2 separate regions of the Mus musculus genome follow, and region 2 is linked to region 1. The links are chromatin contacts, called in public HiChIP or PLAC-seq maps. All regions are on one chromosome and are shown on one strand. Each heading gives the region's core, a stretch centred on a gene start, on an enhancer-like site or on the middle of the called end of the contact. The rest is flanking DNA. Distances are from core to core; before and after follow the strand shown. Region 1 overlaps Cabin1 (calcineurin binding protein 1). Region 2 overlaps Zfp280b (zinc finger protein 280B).

Region 1 (2,563 bases), core at 17-2,516:
TCGGTGGTGGTGGGTTGTAAAAGAGGAGTCCAGTGGGCCCTTTCCTGCCATTGTGCAATGGTTTAATTATCATTCTTTGTGAAGGTGATGTTTCTGGAGGAGATAAGTCTAAGAAAGGGGTAAAGCGTAAGAAGACTGTAGAGGAAAGTGGAGAGACAGCAAAGCGGAGGTCTGCCCGGGTCCGAAACACCAAGTGCAAAAAAGAAGAGAAAGTGGATTTCCAGGGACTGCTAGTAAAGTTCCTGCCGTCCAGGTACTGGACACTTTGTGGTTTCTCTGATGTAACTGCAAACTGCTCTTCTTTCTCTCAGCAGCGCTTTTCAGCCTATTCCCACCCTCCCCACCGGTGCCTCCCTTGTTCCCCTTGATGCTTGCTTGAATAGAGTGTGTGGATGTCACTGAACTGAGTGCTTGGATTTTTCTCACCTCCTGAATACAGGAGCTGACTGGTTTATCCATTGGGGACTGGCTGCTTCCTGATTCTCACAAGATGAATGAGTCAGGAACGTGTAGTCATGAGACTCACTTTTTCTTGGGGTGCTTCAGGGCCGCAGCAAATGCTTATGGAAACCCCTGGAAGGAAGCCACCTGTTTCTCAGTGTATGTGTGCCTGCCTGGCTTTATATTGCTATTAGTTCCATTGCATTCTGAGAAGATGGAGCGTGCTCCTTCATTGTATTGGTTCTTCATGTTCCTCAAAGAATTCCAGGAGAGAAGGTGCCAGCTCTCTGAAACAGGAGGGCCTGGGCCCCTACTTCTGTCCTGGGTTTTTACTGCTCCTGCTCTGGCCCTGCTGTTCTTCAGGAGCCCCAGGGGCTCTCTCCTGAGCCTGTTTAGGATTTATTGTGCCAGTGGGCATGCTTCTTGGTGCCCCACTTTTGCTTTCCCGGGAGAGTGCGCTCTGATCCATCATTCTCCTCCCCAGCATCTGGGGGCATACTTTTGGCTTGCCAGGACTTTCTCTCATATCTCCGGTGTCTTCGTCTTTCTCCCTCCACTGTTACTTGAGTAGGGTTTCATCAGTACTCTGCCCAGATATCTCAAGTCTTTGGTTGTCATTTTGACCAGTGACAGTTTATATCAGTATTGTTTCTGACAGTGCAAGAGGAATCTAGAGGCTTTAGCAGACTTATGCATCCATTTTATATCAATACACTTAACTGCTCTTTGTTCCCTTCCTACCATCTCTCCCATGAGGGTGCAATTCTTAGAACTAGGGCTGTGTTTAGTGCACAGCTAAGACAGAGCCAAGGCAGAGATGTGGCGCCATCTGCTGGTTTCTCCTGAGATGCATTACAGGAAACAGCTGCTCTTTGGAAGAGTGAAGGAGTGTCTTGGAGTGGGTGAAATCTGTCTTCCTCTTCGCCCCACTGTCATACCCTGGCTCTTGTTTCTTGCCTTGTGTATGTGGAGCTGTGTCTACTGTATTTGGGTCAGTTTCTGTGAGGTTCGAGTATTCATTACTTTGGGTATTCCTATAACAGTATAGCAGCTTGCTTGCTGGAGTGTACATGCAGTTAATGTGGGGTTTATAGGTGCCCTGAGTGTTATGCTGTAGAGGTGCTACAAGGGTGGCCAAAACATGGTCCTTAGAAGAGTCTGTAGGGTGGTGCTGCAATGTGAGGAGCTCAGATGGGTGTGCCGTGTCCCCACGCTGGCAGCCCCGAGGCCCCTCAGCACCTCTGCCTTTGTACCTGGTCTTGAGCTTCTGCTTCTGCTTAGCCCTTCCTTGTTGTCAGCCCCGAGAGTATTCCCTCTGACTCTGCTCTCCAACGCAGAGTCCCCGTGGCTCTGTCTGAAGCAACTGCTTGGTGCTGGTCCTGATGTGGGCCGTTTGTGTTTTCCCTGCTCATGATCCACCTCTCCACCGAGGAGATGAACTCCCTGTATTTATGGTTGTGTGCCTGGCGCATGGCTTTGCTCAGCAGCCATCTGTTGGTGGCATAAATGAACAAGTGTGGGAACGATCAGTCACGGAAATCTGGAGAGACGCAGCGGCTCCTGGGGCCTGGGTGTGGATGCTCTCACCATCTGTTTCAGTCAATGCTATCTTGGCTTGATTTAGTTGCTCTACTAGGAGGCGTTGGGATGCTCTGTCACAGGGAGCGGGATGGCTGTCGTGATTTTAGCATGTTTCATGTAGGTTAAGAAAACTGGACCCTGAGGAGGAAGATGATCCATTTAATAACTATGAAGTTCAGGCAGAAGCCAAACTGGAGAGCTTCTCCAATGTGGGACCTCATCGCCTGTCCTTCGACTCAGCCACATTCATGGAATCTGGTAGGAGTGGGCAGTGTGCTCTGTCACTGCTGGGCAGTCTTCCTTCCATCAGCCTGGGACCTGCCTGGCTTCTGCTCTGCAGAGTGGTTCTAGGGTTTCATAAGAGTTGGAAAAAGGGCTGGAGAGATGGCTCAGTGGTTAAGAGCTCTGACTGCTCTACCAGAGGTCCTGAGTTCGATTCCCAGCAACCACATGGTGGCTTACAACCATCTGTAATGGGATCTGATGCCCTCTTCTGGTGTGTCTGAAGACAGCTACAGTGTACTCACATACATAACATAAA
Region 2 (2,563 bases), core at 37-2,536, 290 kb before region 1:
CAGTTTTGAAGATCTTAAGACAAAATGGACAAAGCAGGTTCTTAGTGTTTACATGGCACTTTGTAAAGTGTGTCTCCACGTCCGCGAAGCCTGACGACCTGTACTTACAGACCTGGCACACATAGGGCATCTCCCCAGGCTTGTGATTGTCTTTCATGTGCTGTAAAAGGACTTGGTCGGTCTCAAAGGACAACTCACAGATTTTGCAGACCACGGAAGGGTCCGGTGACGTGTGCACTCGGTCGATGTGGCACTCCAGCTGGAACGGGGAATCGAACTGCCGGTGGCAGCGCAGACAGGTGGTGTGGCTCTCCCAGGCGTCCTCACTCCCCTGCCTCTCGAGCTCCAAATGATGCTTGGTGTGGTTCATGAATTTAACATTTTTTAGAGCTTTCAAGCAGCTGGGGCATTTAAAGGTTGTGTGAGTCTTCTGCTCCGGCTTCCCATCTCCTTTATACTGTCCATAATAAAAGTCACTAAGTAACAGGGTCAAACTTCCTTTCTTGGGATCAAAAGTCTCTTGACTTGCTGGACTTGAAAAGTCTGCTTCCGCCAATCCACTGTCCTGACGAGGGTGGGCAGAGTCCTCTGAAGGAGGTGCCCCATTCACAAGACGGCTCAGAGAGTTGGGAGCATCAAAGGAAGGTGTCCTCTGTTGCATATTCGAGGTATGGAAGGTACCTGAAGGGGGCAAAGCTGAAGAAAGTGGTTCTACAATCTCAATACTATGGTCAGGCCTCTGTGGATTTATGGAAAAATGGCACTTCGATACATACAAATTTTCATTCAGATCTCCTCCTGAAAGCGCTGCCTTTACTGGACTATTCTCTGAACTTGAGAGTGTGACCAGAGGCGAACAGCACTTGGAAGAGCTACTAGGCACAACCTGTGGTGAACTACTTCTATAATCAGACTCGGACAAAGGCTCAATAGCAATAGGACTATCCGTCGACCTTGATTCAGCTGGAGATGCTGGCAAGACAACCACGGCCTCTGATGTGGGGGCGGCAGGACGTGAGGGCTGCAACCTCTGAGTCGTGGTTGCTCTAAGTCGGTCATGCTTTCTTTTTAACCGTGAACCTGGGGTGACTCTGTTCAAAATGTTCGAGTTGGCTGGCTGGGAAGCTGAAGTCACCCCAACAAAGATAAGCTCAGCATCTTCCTTTACCTTCTCCACCCCTACGAAGATCAGCTCTGCATCTTCAGCAGCATCGTCATCGAGGACTTGAATGGGTTCTCCTGACCTCGGCTGTGGTTCTGGATCTTGTTCGTCTTCATCATCTACCGTGAATGGCTGCTCCATTTCTGATGTGGCTCCTGATGAGTGTGGCCACACGGCACTGCACACACACTGCCACCTGAGTACAAACAAATCACACGCCAGTCAGCACGGGAAAGGGACTTAGTTTTCTCATCAAAGACTTTGAGGTGGTTATACACATTAAGGACATCCAGCCAGTGCCACTCCCATTCTTCCCCAACCTTCAAGGTCCAGACCTGGGCAGAAGGTGCATCGACAAGCTGTTGGCTAGCCCAACCCAAGGCTCTCACTCAGCATCACCTAGCCAAGCAGCCTTTGAGATAGATGATCTAGTCACTTAAAATGGCTCCAGAATAAACTACCTCCCTGGCCTAGATGGTCCTCTTCTGCTACCTGGCTTCCTTGACAAGACAGGCCATATCCAACATGCCTTCATGATAAGAGCCTATACAGAAAGTAGAGCTAGAGATGACACAGCACAACCTAATAAGAGCTAGATATGAGAAACGCGAGGCCAACATCATCCTCAATGGAGAAAAAGCTGAAGTCGATTCCACCAGAGGGCAGGGAGGAGTACTACTTCCCACCCTTCTCTCCATTGTGTGCTTGAAGCACTAGCTGGAGCAGTAAGGCATAAGGAAGCAGAAAGGATACAAATAGGAAAGGCGGAAGTCAAACAATTGCTATTAGCAGAGGATAAATATCACAGGTTCCAAAAATTCTCCAAGAAAACCTCTAGAAGCAATAAATACTTTCAGCTGTTTAAAAATCCCAGCACTCAGGAGGCAGAGGCAGGCGGATTTCTGAGTTTGAGGCCAGCCTGGTCTACAAAGTGAGTTCCAGGACAGCCAGGGTTACACAGAGAAACTCAAGTCTCGGAAAAAAAACAAACAAACAAACACAAACAGCGACAAACACACTGATAAAGAGATTGTTAAAGGGAGCCCACCACAGATCCCCTCAGACGTGGTTTCGAGCCAACTGAAGTCTTTTTTTCCAGCTAGCTGGGAATACACTTGTGTAGCTGGGATACAAGTGTAGTGCTGAGCAGTTAGGATAAGGGGCCTTTAAAGGTGAAATCCAGATTCTGTTGTGTCTCCGCAGCTGCAGGGCTCGGTGTTTTGTGCAAGCAAGCAGTTTAACAGAAACTAAGATAATCAGTTAGCTGAAGGCGGGGGGTTTCACATAAGCAGACAGACAGCTTAACAGAAGTCAAGATAAGTGAGCAGGGGTATCTTGATCTTGGGCTTCTAGAATAAGAATGGATAGCTTTACAAACAACAAATTCTAGTCAAATCTAAA

What was found. HiChIP or PLAC-seq counts read pairs in DNA pulled down with a chosen protein or histone mark.
Region 2: an H3K27ac HiChIP or PLAC-seq map of regulatory T cells shows a contact between it and region 1, with 9 times the contacts expected there. The contact joins two enhancer-like sites. A contact is called at or near these places in 1 of 115 datasets of contacts at active chromatin or transcription factors (regulatory T cells) and 2 of 9 other capture datasets (adipose tissue and liver).

The regions. Positions count from the first base shown.
Region 1 is chr10:75,742,919-75,745,481 of GRCm38.p6, reverse strand. It overlaps Cabin1 (calcineurin binding protein 1), which reads left to right. Exons shown (of 37, transcript NM_172549.3): 10 at 85-253; 11 at 2,144-2,280. Among named protein-coding and RNA genes, the nearest start is that of Cabin1, 20 kb to the left of the region's middle. Within about 2 kb of position 1,266, at least 26 of the 459 cell types and tissues checked have an H3K27ac peak or open chromatin away from gene starts, as enhancers often do. A contact at or near this core is called in regulatory T cells, where this site is marked.
Region 2 is chr10:76,037,029-76,039,591 of GRCm38.p6, reverse strand. Zfp280b (zinc finger protein 280B) reads right to left here. Exons shown (of 2, transcript NM_177475.3): 2 at 1-1,358. The coding sequence starts at 1,303. Among named protein-coding and RNA genes, the nearest start is that of Zfp280b, 5.7 kb to the right of the region's middle. Within about 2 kb of position 1,286, at least 16 of the 459 cell types and tissues checked have an H3K27ac peak or open chromatin away from gene starts, as enhancers often do. A contact at or near this core is called in regulatory T cells, where this site is marked.